Regions from separate parts of the Mus musculus genome. Here all the other regions are linked to region 2. The links are chromatin contacts, called in public ChIA-PET and HiChIP or PLAC-seq maps. All regions are on one chromosome and are shown on one strand. The core of a region is the stretch at or near the end of the contact, and the rest is flanking DNA. Distances in the headings are between cores, read along the strand shown. Region 1 has its middle 4.0 kb from the start of Gm36154. Region 2 overlaps Acoxl (acyl-Coenzyme A oxidase-like). Region 3 overlaps Gm39928 (a long non-coding RNA gene).

Evidence for each region. ChIA-PET counts read pairs in DNA pulled down with a chosen protein or histone mark. HiChIP or PLAC-seq counts read pairs in DNA pulled down with a chosen protein or histone mark.
Region 1: a contact with region 2 is called in an H3K27ac HiChIP or PLAC-seq map of regulatory T cell precursor, with 8 times the contacts expected there. The contact joins two enhancer-like sites. A contact is called at or near these places in 1 of 484 Hi-C or Micro-C datasets (bone marrow-derived macrophages) and 6 of 115 datasets of contacts at active chromatin or transcription factors (CD8 T cells, SST interneurons, effector CD8 T cells and 3 more).
Region 3: an RNA polymerase II ChIA-PET map of effector CD8 T cells shows a contact between it and region 2, with 12 read pairs. The contact joins two enhancer-like sites. A contact is called at or near these places in 1 of 39 promoter capture datasets (neural stem cells), 1 of 484 Hi-C or Micro-C datasets (bone marrow-derived macrophages), 6 of 115 datasets of contacts at active chromatin or transcription factors (CD8 T cells, acute myeloid leukemia, effector CD8 T cells and 3 more) and 1 of 9 other capture datasets (embryonic stem cells).

Annotation. Positions count from the first base shown.
Region 1 is chr2:128,469,174-128,471,873 of GRCm38.p6, forward strand. No RefSeq gene overlaps it. Among named protein-coding and RNA genes, the nearest start is that of Gm36154, 4.0 kb to the left of the region's middle. Within about 2 kb of position 1,383, at least 85 of the 459 cell types and tissues checked have an H3K27ac peak or open chromatin away from gene starts, as enhancers often do. A contact at or near this core is called in CD8 T cells, effector CD8 T cells, regulatory T cells and 1 more, where this site is marked.
Region 2 is chr2:127,920,713-127,923,559 of GRCm38.p6, forward strand. The region is part of intron 9 of Acoxl (acyl-Coenzyme A oxidase-like); the gene reads left to right. Among named protein-coding and RNA genes, the nearest start is that of Acoxl, 68 kb to the left of the region's middle. Within about 2 kb of position 1,484, at least 50 of the 459 cell types and tissues checked have an H3K27ac peak or open chromatin away from gene starts, as enhancers often do. A contact at or near this core is called in CD8 T cells, effector CD8 T cells, memory CD8 T cells and 2 more, where this site is marked.
Region 3 is chr2:128,498,768-128,501,617 of GRCm38.p6, forward strand. The region is part of intron 2 of Gm39928 (a long non-coding RNA gene); the gene reads right to left. Among named protein-coding and RNA genes, the nearest start is that of Gm39927, 22 kb to the right of the region's middle. Within about 2 kb of position 1,299, at least 33 of the 459 cell types and tissues checked have an H3K27ac peak or open chromatin away from gene starts, as enhancers often do. A contact at or near this core is called in CD8 T cells, effector CD8 T cells, memory CD8 T cells and 1 more, where this site is marked.

The DNA of each region.
Region 1 (2,700 bases), core at 133-2,632, 550 kb after region 2:
GAATGCCGTGAAATGTCCTCCTCTGACTCCTGTACTTAAATGCCTGCTTCCTAGTGGGTGATGCCGCCTTGTGGGTGGTTTATGGAACTCTTAGGGGATGTGACAGAGTTGAAGAAATTGGGGTATATTTAGGTTAAGCATATACATGTGTACGTGTGTGTTGGGCTTTATGCTAAGATCTTAGTGTGTTTTAGCTCACTGAAACCTGCTCAGTAGACAGCTTCAGAGAAAGCTCATCCCTCATACTTTGGAGAAGATAAGTCTCAATATTTTTCTCATTTTTCAGGTGAGGAAATTGAAGCACAGAATTATGAAGCCAGGCGAAAGATATATGTGTGCATTTATAATACATGTTTAATATATATTTACAACACATATGTGTTTATAATAATATACATATGTATATATATATATACATATATTGTATTAAGGGAGGTACTAAGTCAGCTTGTGTGAAGATAGCAATAACAGCAGAATCATCCCTGAGGGGCTAGGACAGCAGTCATTCGGTTTTGAGGCTGATTGTCCATTAGTCCCACAGTAGCTGTCTCCCACTGGAGAAGCCAGCACCCAGGAATTGCTCCATCCACAAGGTTGTGTGTCTCAGCAGTGCCAACCTGGCCCTGAAAACCTGGCAGATTCCTGGACCACAGTCATCAGTGGAAGTCTAGGAGCACTGGTTCTACTGTGAGGAAAGGAATCAGCAGCCTCAGGGTAAATCATCGCTGAAGCAAGAGGGGAGGCCAAGTGAATAAGGGCAGTAAGTGGGAGAGGGTCTTCCCCAAGCCACTCACACAATCAGGGCACATCTTCAGTTCAGACAGTTCCGGGGATTCTAATTTATGGAGAGTTGACACTAAAACCAACTGTAATGGGGGGGGGGGGGCGGGGGGCAGGGTATCCTCCTCCATCATACAAAATCCCTTGCTACTGCTGTGTCATAGAGGCATCAGGACTCCATGGGACCTGCATATGGAAGGGCTTGGGAGACCTCAGAGTGGTACACGCCACAGTTGCTGTCCCTGCCACAATTTTCTCTCGCGAACTGTGCCCTCAAACTGTAAGCCAAAACAAAGCCTCTTTCCTTCAGTTACTACTGATAGGTGTTCTGTTAATAATGAGAAACTGGTATGTCTGTATCCCTAGAGGATTACATGTAACTTTTGACAATGGCTGTGGCTTAAACTGACTTTACAAACAGTCTGGAAGCCGTAGACCAGATTGGTGAGATGCTAGTGACAGTTTCAGGCCCTCTGTACCTGCATGTCTGCTGAAGAGGGAGAGGATGTGGCTTTCACCCAGGAGATGCCACACCCAGTACTGAAGTCACATGGTACTGAGTGGCTCAGAGTTCCAGGGCTCCCAACAGGAAGTCGGCCTGAGAGAGTCTGGGAAAACATGTGTGCTGTGATCCCATGTGTACTCCAAGGGAAGGGCGCTGGCTGAGCAGAAGCCCATGGGAATTTCAGAGACGTTCCAACAGCAGGCCACAGAAGAATCAGAGTGTGGGAATGTGCTGAAAGGGGCACAGCCAAGGGCGTGGCAGGGGTGGGGAGGGGAGGGGAGGAGGAATAGAACCTACTGAAAAGGCTCAGAAAGACAAAGCCGCAGGAACTAAAAAGACTCCCCACAACCCTCCAAAGCCGACCTTAGATCCCCAGACTTCAACAAAGGCCTTACTTGTAATTCATAAAAGACAAAAATACCAGTTTGGGCAGGAAGGTGTGGAAAGAGAGAGATGAAGAAAGGTGGCCAGCCTTGCACTCTCACTTCCCATCCTCATGAATTTGAACCTTCTTTAACACACACACACACACACACACACACACACACACACACACCTTTGTGGATCAGGAGCTCTGAGTACTTGAGCATGTGGCCCAGGGTCCCCCAAACTTCTTGTCTTTTGGGTGGATATTTTTTCTTTCTCCTGGCAAGCCCAGCCCATAAGCTCTGAGATCTCGGGCAATAACAGTGAGAAGAAGACTGACTGCAGACTTACAGGGGCTGGAAAGAAGCAGGGTGGACAGGCCAGTGGCTCACCTGCTCACGGGCTCCTGGGAGACCCTGACATGGTAGGAGGGAAGCTGTCCCTTCTGAGAATCTGCAAGTCTCAGACTTTCACAAGCAGCAGAGATGTCAGTAGAGCTGGGACAAGCCAATGCATAGCCCTGAGATGCAGGTGGGTTGCCAAGCAAAACACAGGCTGCTGAGTTACATTTGAATTTCAGAAAGTCCATGGTGCTGAATGAGGACAAAAACTGCATAGTTAATAACCAAAAACATTAATGTGAGGCTAGTTAGCACTGTAATCCGCGAAAGCAGACTTAAGAAATCTTTCCACACATTTGTCCGCACTGTTCCCTGACCCTTAGAGAGGGAGGGTTGCTGTACAAGTCCCATTTGTGGCTAAGTACTCACAGTAGCCTGGTCTCAGCATTTGGAATAGCTGGGAGTCTCTACATTAACCACCATCTAGAAGAACAATACTAATAGATTCTCCCCTTGGGCTAGTGACATCTCTAGCCTTGGGTTTTGACAGTGTTTAAGCTACCAGGTATAACTTTTGTGAAGCAGGCCTCAAAGCCAATGAAGAGAACATCTGTTACCTTCATAAACAGTCTTGCCGCTATTGTACCGGTAAACATGTATCGCCTGATAGGTCAATATTATAACAATCAGGGTCCAGTAAATAAGAAC
Region 2 (2,847 bases), core at 234-2,733:
GTAGAAATTGACAAGTCAATTACCAAACTCTTTTGTAAAGACAAAAGATCTTGAATTTACAATATTAATCAGACTTTTGACACTGTGGCCAAATGTCTGACAGAAACAATAAAAAGGAAGTATAGATTTATTTTGGCTCATAGTTTCAGTTCATTTTGGCCAAGGGGCATGGTGGAGCCAAGTTCTACAACTTAGAGCAGCTCAGGGTGAGGGAGAATGTCTGTATACACAGGCTCTCTCTCTTCCCCTTTGTTCTCATTTGGGTTTCTTGCCTATGTGATGGCCTCTACATTTGAGGACTGTCTTACCCTAGGTTAATTCCTTCTGAAAATTGCCACAGACTGTCCCAGAAGACATATGCTTTATTGATCTCCTTCTTAACCCAATCTACTGGACAACCAACATTAACCTGTTATACCAGCAATCTTAAAAAACAAACATCGAGAGCTTATTCGAGACTGACTGTAATGCTGCAGTAGTCAGCTCAGTGTGTCTTTCTTTACCACATATCGTCCCTAAATGTAAAACCTAAAGCTATACACCCAGAAAAGAATGAAGAGAAAAATCTTTGTGACCCCGTGCAAGCCATAGCTTTCTTCAGATATAAAAGACATATAGGAAAAGGTAGGGGAAGTAGATTTCATTAATTAAATACGAGTGCTGCTGGAAACGCAGGGCCAAAAGATGAAAAGATGGTCCACAAACTGGGAGAAAAATATTTTTCCAGTGTACATCTGATAAGAGACTTGCATCAAGAGTATATAGAAAACTATATGGCCCCCTTGACAAGAAAATAAAGGAGCCCAGCTTAACCTATGAACAGATATCTGTACAGTGAAGAGATGTTTGACACCATCAATTATTAAGGAGATGAAAATATACAGAGTGCACACTAGAATCACTTAAAAGACTCAATATCCTCCAACCCCACACTAACCAGCCGATGAGATGTGGATACTCCCCTTACAGGGAGAAGGCGACACAGTGAAGCCACTTGGGAAAGGATTTTGATAGCTTCTGGTAATGTTATATCCTTACCAATTTAGTGATTCTACTTCTGGATATTTATACAAGAGAGATGAAACCAGGCTTGGGTGCTGTTGTTTACAGCCTTTCTATGTATAACAGCCTCAAACTGAAAACAGTCCCCAACACCCAGGGAGATGGATGAAGGCGAACACAGCCATGTAACGAAATACTTAGAACCAGAAGGCACTGGCATGAGTGAAAAGATGCAGGCGTAGGGTTCACGTACCATGTGACTCCAGTTGTAAGACCTGAGGAAGTCCAGCTACACCTCAGCGGTGTCCCGGGAAGTCTTGACTAGAAACAGAGCTGAGGAGTTTGGGGGTGGAGGGAGAGGTGTTTTAAATCCTGATGACCACTCTTTGTCTTAAAGGCGTTTTACTGTAATGAGATTGTGGTTAGCAGACTGACGTGAGTTAGAGAGAGCTGTGGTAGGGAAGCCTTTGCAACAAGGTTTGCTGGGGCTCTTTCTAGAAGGTGGCGTTTCCGGGTCTGTCTTCCAAGGCTGCCGTGTGTGGGCCCAGGGGGTCCTTCATTTGGAGCTGTGGTGTGTTTTCCGTGCCGGGGTAAGACCTGGAGTTCATGTTTTGGCTCATTTTTACCGCTTTCAAGTGGTCAAATGGGTGTGCAGTTGCACTTAGCGCAGCCCTCTCGACTTTCTGTGACTTGCCACATAAACACAGGTGCAGCCAGGTCTTTTGTCAGCTGTGGACATTCCAGATGGAACAGAGCTTGAGCGGGGGGCCTCCTCACGGGGGCAGTTCAGCTTGAGGTAATTGGATTTGACCTTATCCCTCACCCATAAGACTGCTGCCAGGCAAGAGTCTTGGGGTCTCCTGAGCCCTCGGGAGCGCTGGGCCAGTGTGCTGGGCTTGGCGTAACTTTCCTTCGGTGCAGGTGCCTGAGGTCACATTCCAGGAGGCTCAGCTCATCCTATCCGTCTGGAAAACTCACCCGTGGCTGACCTCTCCCTGGAGACCGAGGAATGGGGTGCAGCTGTTTGCAACTCTCACCAGTGAGAAAGCAGCTCCGTGTTCTGCTCCGGTGAAAGTGGCAGGTGTTATTCCGGTTTCCACTTGGTTGACTGTCATTGAGTGCTGGGCAGAGGGCAGAACATGGGGCACTTGGTGGAGGGCAGAGAAAGGAGCCTGGGTAAAGCCTAACAGCATCCTTGATACTACACTGAGCATGCTCAGTACTTTACCAAGCGGGGCAATATTATGGCAGTTCTTCCAGAGCCAACTCCGGGAAAAACCTGCTGCTGCTTTGTTTTGGCCCAGGATGGAATGACAGAGCCTGCAGTTGATGGAAGAGGCAGTTTAGCAAGACTGTTCATATTCTAGCCAGGCTGTGGGTAGTGGGGACTGGCTAGTCATCTGGTATATCGTGGCCTTACCTGCAAGCCTAGTTCTGTTTCTAGATTTTCTCTTAAAGGGCTTTCTCAGATTCTATTGCAGGGTTAGACTGACATCACAATTTGAAGGCTCTGCCGCAGCAAATTCTACCTCCTAGTCACCCTCATGCCTTTTCTTTTTCTTTTTCCCCGTATGAGTCATACTTTGGTCTCTCATGTTCCTTAAGATCCTGAAACTGAAAATCATCTTCAGATTACATGAAGGTTGGCCTGTGGGGATGCTGGGAACCTCTTAGAAGGGGGAGTACTAAAACCGTCAGCTCTAGACCCAGTGTGAAGGAGCGGTGCTGAGGCTGCTCTTTCTTGTCTTTCCTGAGGTATCTTATCTTAGCCTTTGCTTCCTGTTGAGGTTGATAGCCTCAAATGTCATGCAGAGAAGCTGCTGTAGAAATTTAAACTCCCTGCAT
Region 3 (2,850 bases), core at 49-2,548, 580 kb after region 2:
AATGTGGCAATTGTGTCCTTTCTGAATTCACCGGGTGTGCTCCTTTAATAACTCGCAAGGGGAGATTTCTTGGTAGAAATCAGTTGGTGTGGAAATAGTAGCTACGTTGAGTAACAGATTCAGATGCTTATCTCATTATAATGGGAGTTCTTAAGGCCAGATTAGCTCACAGGAGCCAGTCGGTTGTAAAACTGCTATAACTGGTGGCTGGTATGTAGTATACAGCCCCTTCAGTGATGGCTTTATTGTTTTTGGATCTTTGTCATGTTTGTAAAATTCATTGTGTCCGTGGGTGGAATCTATCACTGTTAGTTGAAAAGCACACAACACTTAACTTAGAACCCAAGTCACAGAACAAGAAGAAGTTCTGAGTTCACTTTTCACCTTCCATGACCCAGATCTGGAGCTGGAGAAGCTAGCAACCTGGAGGCACCAATGGACACTACAGTGGTTAGCTTAACAGTCAAACTTGACACAACCTAGAATCACCTGGGCTGAGAGTTCAACAAAAGGATTGTCTGCACTACTTTTGCCTGTGGGCTTGTTGGCGAAGGGCTGTCTTAGGTTAATTGATGTGGGGAGACCCCGACCACTGTGGGTAGTGCCATTCCCTAGGCAGGGAGTTCTGAACTGTATAAGAATGGATAAATCAAGCTGAGCACTAGAAAGCAATTGAGCAAGCATGCATTTATTTTCTCTCTGCTCTTAGATATGGCAAGACCAGCTGCCTTGAGTTCCTACCTTGATTTCTCTGCAGTGATAGACTGGACTGTTAGTTGGGATTTCAAGTCAAATAAAGTCTCACTTAAGTTACCTTTTTTTGGGGGGGGGCGGGGGTGTCAGGGTATTTTATGACAGCCACAGAAATGAAATTAGAACACAAAGATAGCTCACGAAAGACTGCTTCCCCACAGCCACAGGACCAGGAGAAGACAGCCTAGAAAGACAAAGGAACCGCAGTCACACCACTTCTGCCAAATGCCATCAAGAAGCTGTGGTCTAGTTGCTACCCACACCAGCAAAGGCTCTGAGTGGGGAGCCCAGACTCACGGCTACCAGGCGTCACCCTAACCCTCTGTGAAAAGGAAGCTGAATGGGAAGCGTCTTCCATATTCCAAGCAGCATGAAGCCCCTTTGCCCTTGCAAGGTGCCACTGGAGACCGTGTGGGAAGTGTGGATCACCACGATGGTTCATAGCAAAAAGGCTGAGTGGGAAGTCGAGACCTTCACCAGAGCCCCGTGGCGATAACATCAGTGCCCTCCCCCTCCCCCAGCTTTTCAAGTGAAGAGAAAGAATGAGTCATTTATGCCCCTTTCGCAGGAGGAGCATCAGCAGATAGCAGAGGTGATAGGACGGTGGGATCAGAACTATCTGACAGAGATCCTAAAGCAACTTCTATGAAAGAGTGCTTCTGCGAGCATGTGCAAGCACAAGAGTACCAGAAGTCAATGGGAAACTGTAAGAATTACCAGTGTCATTATCACTGTCTTCCTTTTGATGTGTACCTATTGATGTGATAAAATACCCTAGCTAAAGCTACTTAAAGGAGAGTGGATTAAATCTCATCAAAAACCAACATCCAGGTATTTATTATAATACCACTTTTTTTTTGACATTAGAATCTTGTAAAAGTAATTTCTTAGTTCTGAAACTAAGACCTGAAACACCACATAAACCTTTGAAAGACCACCCTTTTTAATATATTAAAATTTGATTGTTAATTTATTCTTGGCTGTTTTGTAAATAATAAGAGAAGAATTTCATTTATTTAGTTAGTTAGTTTCACCATTTGTATGTGTGTGTGCTGTGCATGCATGTATATGTGCATGCATATATGCAAATATGGGCTATTAAATACATGTTTGTATGCATGTATGTGGAAGCCCAAGGTTAACATCAAATATCTTCTTTGTTATGAAGCTAAGTCTTTCACTGCACCTGGAGCACATTGTTTTTATAAATCTTTCTAGCCATCCTGCTAGGCCTCTGTCTCTAACTTCCAGGTGGCTCAATTATAGAAAGTCTGCCATGCCTGACTAAGTTTTTCATGGGTTCTAGAGATACAAACTCTGGTTCTCACGCTTGCATGGAAAGTACTTTTCCTGATAAGCTGTTCTCAAAGCCCTGAGAAGAATGTTTTTATAGAAGCTGTATTTAACACTGTGTCCTGATTTGACTTGAATATGGGCTGTGGACTAAGTAAGTAAATAAAATTTTGATCAAAAAAATAAAAGGAGAGTGGATTATATTTATTGATTGGAATTATAAAAGTCCATCGTTAATTCATAATTAATTATATAAGAACTATTAATTAATAGTGTATGCATGCTACTTTCCCATCTCAGACTCATTTTTCTCTGTAAAGTCTTTCTCAGGTAGTTCATCCACCTGCCCATCTTAGCAAGCACCTGCCAGGGGTGACACCCACCATCTAGTTCATAAGTACCTAGTACTTAGGTGAAAGTCTCTGTTAGCAGAGGCAGAGCACAGGGAAGGACTGGATACAAGAATCCAGTTTACTATGATGTAGTTTTCTAGCATTGTCTCTTCACTGACTGTCACCCTCTGTAAAATCAAGCTTCCCTGGTCTAGGCTGAGAGCAGTGCTAGTTTATAGAAATAAGCATCCCTACTTAGAGAGCTATTCTATTACATGCCCACTTAGCAATGCATCAACAGTAAATGCTCACCTATGACTTTGGACCTGGCCAGGGATAGGCTTTTGACTAGATTTACAGCACCACCCTACCATGGAGCAGACCTCAGACAGAACCAGGAGTGGTTGGTTACCCCCTGAACAAGCCATGCCACTATTGTACCAGTGGGTACATCTTGCCTGACTGGTCAGTA